Linked DNA regions of Mus musculus: regions 2 and 3 are each linked to region 1. The links are chromatin contacts, called in public HiChIP or PLAC-seq and promoter capture Hi-C maps. All regions are on one chromosome and are shown on one strand. The core of a region is the stretch at or near the end of the contact, and the rest is flanking DNA. Distances in the headings are between cores, read along the strand shown.

Region 1 (4,066 bases), core at 659-3,158:
GTCTCGAAAAAAAAAACCAAAAAACAAAACAAAACAAAAAATGTCTGCTTCTGAGGAAAGAGGAGGAAAGGGTTAGAGGTTCTCGCCTTCCTTAGGAATATTCAGCATCTTTCCATTCCTAGAAAACAAATTCCAGTCCTTGCCTTAAGGCTTTGTCACCCTAGAAAGCCCACATAACTTTACCTCATTTTCCATCCCTGTGGAGAGTCTTGATGAGGAGGGAAGAGAGCTCTTAGCTGAGTGTCACACATCTATAATCCCAGTGGTCCTGAAGCTGAGGCAGGAGGATCATGAATTCAAGGCCAGCCTGGGTCACAAAAGGTTACAGGCCAGCTTATGCTACATAGCAGGAAGACTTCAAAACAGGAAAAGGAAAGGAAGGAAGGGAGGAAGGAAGGAAGAAAAAGGAACCTTTATATACTGTTGGTATTGTAATTAGTATAGCCATTTTTGGAAAACAGTATGGATGTTTCTCAGAAAAACTAAAAATAGAAGTACCATATGATCCAGCAATCCCACTACTGGGTAAATACCCAATGAAATTAAAATCAGGATGTTAAATGTCTGTACACCCACGTTCATTGCAGCATTATTCACAATAACCAAGATATGGAAACAACCTGAATGTCCATTAGCAGATGAATGGATTAAAAAAAGAGTAGTGTATACTACTGAGCCTTAAAAAGGCCGGGAAATTCTATCACTTATGACAGGATAGGTGAGCCTGGATGACGTTATGTTCAGTGAGACAAGCCAGGCACAGGAAGACAAATACCACATGATCTTACTTACATGTGGAATCTAAAAAGGATGCCCTCGTGAGGGAAAGAGGAATAGTGGTTAGCAGAAGCCAGAGTAGGTGGGTGTAGGTGAGGAAAGAGAGGTGGTGGTCAGATAGGGGGATGGATTCCTGCATTGTAGTTAAGCACAGCAGGTGATTCGAGTTAGTAATGTTGGTGGTTTGGTTTGGTTTGGTTTGGTTTGGTTTGGTTTGGTTTAGCTTTTTCAAGACCAGGTTTCTTTATGTAGCCCTGGCTGTTCTGGAACTCACTCTGTAAACCAGGCTGGCCTCGAACTCAGAAATCCGCCTGCCTTTGTCTCCTGAGTGCTGGGATTAAAGGTGTGCGCCACCTACACCTGGCAAGGTTTTAAAACGTACAAAAAAAAAAAAGGATTTTTAATGTTCTCACTAGAAAGAATAAGCATTTGAGGTGAGGTATATGGTGATGTGCTTGTAGCAGAATCTCCCATTGTCCCTCAGAAGTCAGTAGTTATTTTTCAATTAAAAAATAAAAGCAAAATAGGTTGAGCTAGATAACATTTAAAGCCCAGGGTTCTAGCTTGTATTTCGGTGAGTGTAGTCCGCACAGGCAGTCGTCGGTGAGGTGGTTTAGCCCTGCACTGACATCGCTTGTGCTGTCCTTTCAGCCACTGTATACATCAGATCCTGGAGAGTGTTAACCACATCCACCAGCATGACATCGTCCACCGGGATCTGAAGGTACTCAACCGGGCTGACTACTTGTGACTCGTTGGCGCCCCCTGGTGCTAGATAGTGGCGCTGTGAGCCCAAAGTAGGCTCCCTTTGGGCTCCAGGGTGGATGCCTCCCTCATAAGGTTCTCTTTGTTCCTTCTGCAGCCTGAGAACTTGCTGCTGGCGAGTAAATGCAAGGGTGCTGCGGTCAAGCTAGCTGATTTTGGCCTGGCCATCGAAGTACAGGGAGAGCAGCAGGCTTGGTTTGGTAAGGGTGACCCTGTCTTCCGAGAATGCAGCCTCCACCCTTCCTCCTTTTCCTGGTCTGCCTTCCTCTTTCAGAACTAGAAGTCAGGCCTTTAATGGTCCTGGCCTTTTCAGAAAGTGGAGGAGGGTGCCCCCCCAGGTCCCTCCTCGCCCTCATGACTCATTACAGTGGGTCTGGCTGCTGTCAGCACTGCATTCTTATTGCCTCTGGGGAGGTGTTTGAGTTCCTGGTAGGCACAAGTACTTGCCCTCTGATTTAGATTCCAGGCACTGCACGTAGCCCAGCCTGTCATCTTTTGCGGCCTCGGTACTGAGTCAAAGCTTATATAGTAAAAGCAACCAGCATTAGGAGGGCTTTGGAGGGAATTACAGATGTGGCCTTACTGGGAGAGAAAGCGGGTTCAGTTTGGCTCTGCCCTCTCTTCTGCTACAGGTTTTGCCGGCACCCCAGGTTACTTGTCCCCTGAGGTCTTGAGGAAAGATCCCTATGGAAAACCTGTGGACATCTGGGCCTGCGGTAAGCCCATTCCATACCCTCGGCTCTTTGGTGTTCTGGGCCCTTGGCTTCCTGTGATGACAAGAAAAAGAGGCATTACACCCATCCCTTCTGGGTTCCACGGTGCCTGCTGTATGTGAAATCATGGTGTTGTTTGTTCTCCTTCCCTTGGGAGAGCTGTTCCTGTCATGCTTACTTCCCAAGTGACTTCCTGTATTATATTGTATCCTTCTTGGAGAAGGGCTCGTCCACACCTTAGAGGATAGACTAAAGAAGTCTCTGACATGGCTTGGTGCCGTAAGGAGTGAGGCACAACAGGAGGGATGGCATTATCTACTGGCGTCCACCTTTAACTCTGGCCCAGCCTTGCCCTTCTGGGTGGTTCTGAGCCCTGCATGGCCTTTCTTGGTTCCTCAGGGGTAGGTGAGTGACCCCAGTGACCTGTGTGTTCTGTCTCGCAGGGGTCATCCTGTATATCCTCCTGGTGGGCTACCCTCCCTTCTGGGATGAGGATCAGCACAAGCTGTATCAGCAGATCAAAGCTGGAGCCTACGATGTAAGGATGGGGTTCTGAGAGCTGAGCAGTCACTCCTGGAAGGACAGAGTCCCTGCCCCTAAGGGTCTGTCCAAGGGAGTAGTGATATTGTCACTTGATAACAGGGCATCAGGGGACTTTGAGGACCCAAGGATGGGCATACAGGACTCAATTCTTGCCACCTTATATACAGGGAACAGGTTTTGTTTTTTTTTTTTAAATGCTCCTGTTAGCTATAAAATTAAGGAACTCAATGAAGCTCTTTGGTCTGTTTCCACAAAGAATGGGGAAACTACGTGGCATGTTATATTACAGAGGGAGAATTTTAGAGGCTTCTCCACTGTTTTGGAACCTTGGGCACATTGCAAAACCTGTTTTCTCCTTAGTAAAAAGAGAAAGGTGAAGCAGAAAATGTCAGTTCCCTTCCTTCACCGACATGATACATGGACACCCTTACACTTATCATTCTGTCTTCTTTGAGTTGGCACAGCATACCCACTCTTGGGTACCACAAAGTATCTCAGTTGTAAGAGCTGGAATGAAGTCGGGTTACATTTCAGGGTAGAAGGCTCACAAATTTCCTGTCTCCCTTTTCCCTGTTCCCGCTCCTCAGTTCCCATCACCAGAATGGGACACAGTCACTCCTGAAGCTAAGAACTTGATCAACCAGATGCTGACCATAAACCCTGCAAAGCGCATCACGGCCGACCAGGCTCTCAAGCACCCATGGGTCTGTGTAAGTGTCTTTTCCCAGGCCTTGGAGATTGGGTGTGGCAGCCCTGGGGCACTCCTTGAACTTCTCTAAGGAGGATTCAGGAGGAGGGCTGGGGAGGTGTGAGTGGAGGCCAGGGTCAGGAAATGTCATCAGGGGGACTTGGGAGTTAAAAAGTGCTCATAGGTCTTCACTTGTCTCTCGCGCTTGTTGTGAGGCTGTGGTTTGGGTCTGTTGCTGGATTGGAAGAGGTAGTTAATGGTGGAAAACAGCTGATACCCCAGTGTGGAGTCCCAAGCTTGGGGTATATGTGGGCCTCAACTCTGACAAGGACCCAGTGAATGAACAAAGGCGGGAGGCTCTTGAAGCTCAGCATGAGGCCGGCTCTCAGCTGAGTGCTGAGGAGCCCCTCCTAGGCCCTCAGTGCAGGCTGATACACTGTTTCCATCCGTGGTTCTATCAAGCTGAAACAGCTAACCCAGACAAAGGAAAGGGCTGGTATAGTATAGCATCTTGAACAATGATAAGTTTTTCATTTCCCATGCTTATTGAATGTCCTTTTGTGCTGGTCACCAGACAGTT
Region 2 (4,066 bases), core at 907-3,406, 210 kb before region 1:
TATAAAGCTTATACCTAAAACTAAGTAGAAAATTAGCATAGAAAATTTTAACATATTTCAATCATAAACCAACAGTTCCTACACACAAGCAGTAAGAACAGCTATGAGTTGGACCCTGGTACCACAAAAAGAAAAGGTAATAGTAATAAGTAACCATGAGTAATCAAGACTGCTGCAGCCAGTGGACACAGAGAGCTTTAGACATTTTGTCAAACTTTCAACAGTAAATAATCTTTACCTTAGGTAACCATTTTAAAGACCAGGAAAAGAACCTATTTTATGAAAATTAAATAACCTTGATATAAACTTGTTCAAGAACAGAACAAGAAAATTATTCAACAAGGTTCTTCATGAACAAAGAAGCAAAAACCTTTTAATATTTTAGCTACTTAGGGACAGAGATGGCTCAATTGATAGGTGCTTGCCACCAATCTTAGAACCCACTTGGTGGAAAGGGAAGAAATGATTCTTGCAGGGTCTATCTAACTTCTGACCTCCATAAACATACACACACAATGAAATACATATAACAAAAACATTAAATGTCAGATAATTAAATCTGGTATGACGGCTTACAGCTGTAACCCCAGCACTCAGACAACTGTAGCAGGAGGAAGGGGAGAGGGAATCTGAGGTCAGTCAGGACCATACGGTGAGATTCAGTCTTAAAAATGGGGTGGGGCACACCATCCTAACCCAACTCAGCACTGCTGTTTGGTTGGGCAAGAAGATCTTGCTATGCAGCCCACGCAGCCTTTGTAGCTCAGGATGGCCTCAAACTAGCAATCGTCCAGCTTTCAACCCCCTAAGTGTGTCCCAACTCCCTGTTAATGCTTTTTAAAATCATAACCAAATACAATTTATCCACCAAAAAAAAATGCAAGCATGGTTCATTATCAGAAAATGTACATTCATGTAGTGGACTACTGGTTACCATAATACAATAAAGGAAAAAACTGTGTGATTGTCTCAATGGATACTGAAAAAAAACATTAAACAAATACAAGCTATTTGTGTGTGTGTGTGTGTGTGTGTGTGTGTGTGTGTGTGTGTATAATTCAGCTGAAGATAACTGTCTAAAACCTTAAGACCCTGGGTCTGATCTCCAGCACAACAAGTAAGTCTTACCATGAGCAGAAATATAAATAAATATAAATATAAATAAAATCTTACCATGAGCAGAAATATAGACTGGAGGAAAGAAACGACTATCATAATGTTTTTAAAGTAGCTGAGTTTATTTAAGAAAGTAATTTTAAAAAAAAAGAGAGAGAGAGTCTGTGGCAGGAGTGGACCATCAGCAAACCTCCTCCCCTCTAGATAGTTTTACCTCTATTATCATTCATGGATGCCTTGAAGAAACTAGCCTACTATCAGCCAGCATTCTCACAAAGGAGAGGGAGAGTGTGACTTAGCACAGGCCTTGCAGTCAGACAGTCTTGGGTTAGGATCTTCTGCCATCCCTGGGCTCAGTTACTTTCAACAAGTTACTGAGCTTCTGAGCCTCTGCTGCCTCGTGAACAAAATGAAGTGGATTAAATAACAAGCAGTCCACACATGGAATTTAAGAAATAGAGCTGTTTCATGGGTTCCTTGGCTCTACTCTGGGAAGAACAATAAAAATCTGAAACAATTTAAGGAAAAGCAACATATAATCTTTACACTTTAATAATGCATTTATTCATTTGAGATTTGAACTATATTGGAAAAGTCAGGGTAATAAAGGAATAGTGTTTCTATCTGCCTTTCGTCCTGTTTAACTTATTCGTATGTGTGTGCATGTGTGTGTGCGAGAGTGAGTAAGCGCATGTGTAAGTGTATGTTTGTATGGGGGGATGAGAGAGAGAGAGAGAGAGAGTGTGTGTGTGTGTGTGTGTGTGTGTGTGTGTGTGTGTGTATTCATGTGCACATAGTAAAGTCTTAACTCATTGAGTGTCTTCCTCAATCAAATTCAACTAGACTGGCTACCCAGTGGGTAAACCACCAGGACTCTCCAGACTCCACCCTACCCCCTGGCCCCCAATGTTGGGGTTACAGGTACATATCACTGGGTATAGTGATATACCCAACCTTTTCTGCAGGTGCTAGGGATCCAAACTCACACCCTCATGCTTACACAGCAGGTACTTTCTGCAGTGAGTCATCTTCCCAGGCCTGTTTGTCCAGGAAAAACCTGTGGCAGTCAACAGTCTCTATATACCTATGGGATGAGTCACTTAGTCAATAGTATGTGTGATCCCTGAATCTGTAAAAGCTTAGTACTTTCATTCTTTACAGTTGGCACATTTTAAGACAAAGGAGCCAAGGGGATGGCTTAGTGTAGTACAGGACTTGCTGTGCAAGTCTGGCAGCCTGAGTTAATATCCTTGGAACCCACAAGAGCTAGATGAGGTGCAGCTTACATCTATCAGAAGAATCACCAAAGCTCACAAGAACAGCAACAGGACAGAAACAAAAGGTAACCCAGCCTCAATAGCAGAGAAAACCAAGTCCTGGAAGTTATCCTCCGACCTCACAGCCACATTAGGGCAAGCACATGCCTGCACCCTCACATAGACCATAAACCACATACATAGAAACATAACAAATAAACAAGAATTATTAAGACAGTGAAATATATCACAGATTACATCTGTACTTTTCTCCTTTTTGAAACACTTAGGAAAAGAATAAACTGTTATCTTCTAAAAATAGTACACAACTTTAATCCCTCATCTCAGGAGCCAGAGACAGGTGAATTTAAATTTAAAGAAGTCAGCTTGGTCTACATAGTGAAACTGTCTCTCAAAGCAAAACAAGTCATTACTGTCCGAGAGTCACACTTCTTTCTGGAGAACCTGACTATAAAATGAACATACCTTCAGAAACCATGAAATCTGCAATAAGAAAGTAACAGGGTGATCTTGGGTGAGTTGGTTTGTCAAGGATTGGTCTTTTTATCTATATAATGAGTTTATTACTGATGGTGTACACCTGCAATCTTGGGATCAGGATTTTAGGCCAGCTTTGGCTATATATGCAGCTCAAAGTTAACTTAGGCCGCATGAGACTCTGCCTCAAATGTGAGAGCTTATTTTAAATGAGCAGAATCTTTACATTGGCATTCTCAGAATTACATGGTGTCTTAGTCAGGGTTTTATTGCTGCGACAAAAACCATGACCAGTAGTAAGTTTTGGAGGAAAGGATTTATTTGGCTCACAAGTCCACATTGTTTCTCATTACTGAAGGAAATCAGGACAGGAACAGGCAAGAGTTGATGAAGAAGACATGGAGGGGTGCCTCCTTTTTGGCTTGCTCTCATGACTTGCTCAGCCTGCTTTCTTATAGAACCCAGTATCACCAGACCAGGGAGGTACTACCCACAATAGACTAGAACCTCCCCCATCAATTACTAACTAAGAAAATGCCTTACAGCCAGATCTTATGGAGGCACTTTCTCAGTTAATGTCCCTCCTTTTAGGTAACTAGTTTTTGTGTCAAGTTGACATAAGACTAGCCAGCAAACATGGTAATATTATGTATATACATGCTAGTAATGTATATGTGATCTCCCTGGGCCCTCTGAGCTCTTTTCAACCTTGTGATTACTCTGTAGACAATGGAACACAAGTGACACAAGCCTAATGTTTTATTTGCTCATTTCTAATTGAAGGGTACATAAAGTAAACAAGATTTAATCCATCAACCTATTTAGACCTTGTCTGCAAATTAATAAACTGAGTCTGCTTATTACTGAGAAGATTCAAGTTATTTTTAATTAGATATTTTCTTTATACACATTTCAAATGCTATCCTGAAAGTTCCCTATACCCTCCCCCCCGCCCTGCTCCCCTACCCACCCACTCACACTTCTTGGCCCTGGCATCCCCCTGTACTGGGGCATATAAAGTTTGCAATACCAAGGAGCCTCTCTTCCCAGTGATGGCTGACAAGGCCATCTTCTGCTATATATGCAGCTAGAGACACGAGCTCTGAGGGTACTGGTTAGTTCATATGGTTGTTCCACCTATATGGCTGCAGACCCCTTCAGCTCCTTGGGTGCTTTCTCTAGCTTCTCCATTGGGA
Region 3 (4,066 bases), core at 600-3,099, 180 kb before region 1:
GAGGGATGTTCTTTACTGGCTTGCTTCCCCTGGCTTGCTCAGCCTGCTCTCTTATAGAACCAAGACTACCAGCCCAGAGATGGTCCCACCCACAGGGGGGCCTTTCCCCCCTGATCACTAATTAAGAAAATGCCTTACAGTTGGATCTCATGGAGGCATTTTCTCAACTGAAGCTCCTTTCTCTGTGATAACTCCAGCTGTGTCAAGTTGACACAAAACTAGCCAGTACACCGCCTTTTGATAGAAGCTGAAGTTCCAGACCAGGCTGGAACTTCCATTCAGTCTTCTGTATGCATCAAGTAAAATGTAACATTAAAATGTTGGTTTTGGAGATGCAACAGAGATGATGTTCAGTGACTTATAGCTTCTTCACTCAGGAGACATCTCAAATTAGGAAATAACATTTAGCACATATACAACAACACATCATTGCCCTCGGAAGTATTAAATCACTCTGCTAGTATGGGTCAGAATTTATTTTTATTTGTGTACATGTACATGTGATGTATAAGTATGTGTGTGTATATATGTGTGTATATAGGTATATATATGTATATATACTTATGTACACACACAATATATAAGAAGATATATGGGCTGGAGAGATGGCTCAGCAGTTAAGAGCACTGACTGCTCTTCCAAAAGTCCTGAGTTCAAATCCCAGAAACCACATGATGGCTCACAACCATCCATAATGAGATCTATGCCCTCTTATGGTGTGTTGGAAGACAGCTACAGTGTACTTAAATATAATAAATAATTTTTAAAAAGATATATATGTATATATGTATACACATGTATATGTACATATGTGTGTATATATACATATATATATTATATATATCTTCTTGCTCTGATGATGAGCAGGGGGAAAGAACAAAGGAAGGAAGGAAAGAGAGAACAAACAAACTAATTCAATAGTGCTGCAAATACAACAGCTGAATTAAAGTATCAACACCCCACTCACTCAATGAGGAGTACTAGACTCCTTCTAGAGCTCAAAGCCGGATGCCAGACGTCAGAAGGAAAGACAGATACACAGGAACACAAGGAGTTCTAACTTGTAAGATGGTTTAATAAGAACCAGAGCCAAGTCTTGCAGACACACCAAGCAGATGAATAACTTCATAGAGCAGTATGTATGCTGAGCTCATCCTAACAAGACAGGAAGTGTAATCCAGGCAGTGGGAGTACTAAAAGGTGGGGAAAACACTGGACTATCTTTTCTTTTTCTTTTTTTTTTTTTTTTTTGTAAGACAAGTATCTTTTTATACGGCCGGCCCTCCTTGTCCTGGAACTTGACCTAGACTAGGCTGGCCTCAAACTCATAGAGTTCTAAGTACTAATAAGTATTCTATAAAATATGACGGTGGAAAAGTTGGACTAAGACAGTATGACAAGGAGACTATATTTCTGACATGTACCTAAACTCTCTCCAAGCACTCCTAAAACACTGTTTCCTATGGTCTTGCTTTCCTAAGAGGACAGAGGGAACCCAGGATGAGAAGGTCCTTTCGACCCTAATCCTTTCACCTTTTACGTTTTAAATTAAATGACTGTTTGATGTATTCATAAATCAGCTTTTCTTTTCTTTCTTTATGACTAGTGTATATGGCAAAAAAGTTCCTTCCCTAGCAGACCTGATCTGCCTTAGTAGTCTCATTGTTAACCCTTCCCTACTCCTAACTATACATTTACACTCTTCTCTATGTTCTCTTGCAATAGATTTCCCCATTTTCTCAGGCTAATTCCCTCATATTTCAAAAATAGCCTCCATAAAGTTAAACAAACTTCCCTTCTTGTCTTCCCACCACATTCCCCAAAACAGCCTTTGGCCTACTTTTGATTGCATGTGTACTCTCTAGCCTCTGAGACCAGTTCACAGTCCCAGCCCGAGTCCACCAGAACTTTATACCCATCAGGAACAGAGTCCAAATTTCTTAAGGCACTAAAACTATGATGAAACAGCAGCATTACTTTTTAATATCCATAGACATATGCAACCCAAAATCTATCAAGAGATGAGCAATGAAGCTAAATATGGTAGCCCAATCAGATAGTTCCGTGGGGTAAAGGTGCATGCCACCAAGCTTGATGGCCTGAGAATCACATGGTAGAGAGAGATTTGACATTACAAAAATGTCCTCTGATCTCCACATGCATGAAGGCATACATGCTTGTGTGCACACACACCCACACAATGTAGTTTAAATTATTTAAATATAAGTATTATATATTAACAACAAAATATAATTCAGTCTTCAAAATGAAAAAATTCTAACACTTGCCAAAAAGAGCCCTGAAGACAACAGTCACTAAAGCATAAACATTGTGGGGCTCAGGATGCAGTCCTGTAGGTAGAATGCTTGCCTAGGATGCATATAAAGCTTTGGATTCAATCTACAGCACTGCAAAAATTAAAAAGACGATACTGCATAATTCCAAAGGTAGCAAAAGTCAAATTCACTAAGACAAAAAATAATGGTATATGCCAATAGCTAGGAAAAAGATATGTGGTTTCTCAACAATATAATGTATATTATATACATTATAACATACAATATAAATATTATAACATACAATATAAATGTATGATATAATATACATTTATATTAATATAATTAATATAATATATATAATGTAACATATGATATAAATATTATAACATACAATATAAATGTATAATATAATATACATTTATATTAATATAATTAATATAATATATAATGTAACATATGATATAAATATTATAACATACAATATAAATGTATGTTATACCACAAAACTGTATATGTAAAAATTGTAAAATATTTAGCACATTTTACCACAACTGAATAAAAAAATTAAGAACCAAATACAGGGCTGAGATGATGACTCAGAAAGCTCACTCAGCAAAGGAGTTGCCACAGAAGCATGAAAACCTGAGTTAGGATCTCAGGACCCACATTTTTTAAAAAAAGCTGGGTATGGCAGCCCACACCTGTAACCCCAGAGTTGGGGAAGTGCATACCAGAGGATCTCTGGAAGTTGCTGGCCAGCCATTTTAACTGAATCCAAAAGTTCCATATCCAAGGAAAGATCATGTCTCCAAAAATAAAGTGGAGGATGGTTGAAGAAATCATATGAACCATTGGCTATCATAAGAACACACACACAGAGAGAGGGGGGGAGGGAGGGAGAGAGAGGGAGAGAGAGAAAGAGAGAGAGAGAGAGAGAGAGAGAGAGAGAGAGAGAGAGAGAGAGAGAGAGAGAGAGGCAGGCCGTGGAGAGAACCAAAGACTTCTACACTCTCAAGATAAAATATAATTCTGACATTGCAGATTTTACAAATATAGTAGTAAACCCTAGAGGTCTCCGTACTTCGAAATGCTTCTGATTAAAACAATGTTATCAGTATTGGTATTTAAAGTATGATTAAGGAATAAGAGTCAAAAATGAAGCATTTAATTACTCTTGCAAAGGTCCTAGGTTTGGCTCCCAGAACTCACATGGCAGCTCACCATGGGGATTCCACACCCTCTTCAGGCCTTCACAGGCACCAGACACACAGGTGGTACACCATCATATGGCAAAACACTCATATACATAAAATAATATAAATATTTTTAAAAGACTTTGAAGTTACTGCTATGACTTTTAAGTCTAGAAAAACCATAAAAGAGACTAGAAATAATGTATATAACTTCCAAACAGGCAGTTGCTGTCTCCTGAGTCACATTTGAAGTCTGTTACTCTTTCAATTGATAGGGCCTTTGAAGAAGATTGTCCCTTTTTAAATAAGAACTATGAAGCTACTTCAGTCTGTAGGTAATCACAGTATCCACCATACTAAACTGATGTGTTCTACTGTTCATAGATGCAATACCTCAGCTCTGCCCACAGCGCTGACCCCAGGTTACTTCACTGGGTGGCCTGGCTACCCTTCAGTTGTTTCTTAATCAGATTGTATTTTTTATTCTTACTTATGTATGTCTGTGTATATGTATGCATTGTGTTCGGGTACCACTGAGGCATGAAGGGGCAGTAGGTATCCTGGAGCTGGAGTCAACGGTACTTCATTGTAAGC

The links. HiChIP or PLAC-seq counts read pairs in DNA pulled down with a chosen protein or histone mark. Capture Hi-C pulls out chosen DNA fragments and counts their contacts.
Region 2: a FOXA1 HiChIP or PLAC-seq map of pancreatic cancer cells shows a contact between it and region 1. The contact joins two enhancer-like sites. A contact is called at or near these places in 1 of 484 Hi-C or Micro-C datasets (nephron progenitors), 1 of 115 datasets of contacts at active chromatin or transcription factors (pancreatic cancer cells) and 3 of 9 other capture datasets (adipose tissue, embryonic stem cells and liver).
Region 3: a promoter capture Hi-C map of adipose tissue shows a contact between it and region 1. The contact joins two enhancer-like sites. A contact is called at or near these places in 1 of 39 promoter capture datasets (neutrophils), 2 of 115 datasets of contacts at active chromatin or transcription factors (embryonic forebrain and embryonic hindbrain) and 2 of 9 other capture datasets (adipose tissue and liver).

The regions. Positions count from the first base shown.
Region 1 is chr14:20,763,588-20,767,653 of GRCm38.p6, reverse strand. Camk2g (calcium/calmodulin-dependent protein kinase II gamma) reads left to right here. Exons shown (of 21, transcript NM_001360186.1): 6 at 1,429-1,501; 7 at 1,640-1,742; 8 at 2,175-2,258; 9 at 2,699-2,793; 10 at 3,386-3,508. Among named protein-coding and RNA genes, the nearest start is that of Camk2g, 28 kb to the left of the region's middle. Within about 2 kb of position 1,908, at least 132 of the 459 cell types and tissues checked have an H3K27ac peak or open chromatin away from gene starts, as enhancers often do. A contact at or near this core is called in adipose tissue and pancreatic cancer cells, where this site is marked.
Region 2 is chr14:20,972,136-20,976,201 of GRCm38.p6, reverse strand. The region is part of intron 2 of Vcl (vinculin); the gene reads right to left. Among named protein-coding and RNA genes, the nearest start is that of Vcl, 45 kb to the right of the region's middle. Within about 2 kb of position 2,156, at least 58 of the 459 cell types and tissues checked have an H3K27ac peak or open chromatin away from gene starts, as enhancers often do. A contact at or near this core is called in pancreatic cancer cells, where this site is marked.
Region 3 is chr14:20,943,349-20,947,414 of GRCm38.p6, reverse strand. The region is part of intron 1 of Vcl (vinculin); the gene reads right to left. Among named protein-coding and RNA genes, the nearest start is that of Vcl, 16 kb to the right of the region's middle. Within about 2 kb of position 1,849, at least 7 of the 459 cell types and tissues checked have an H3K27ac peak or open chromatin away from gene starts, as enhancers often do. A contact at or near this core is called in adipose tissue, where this site is marked.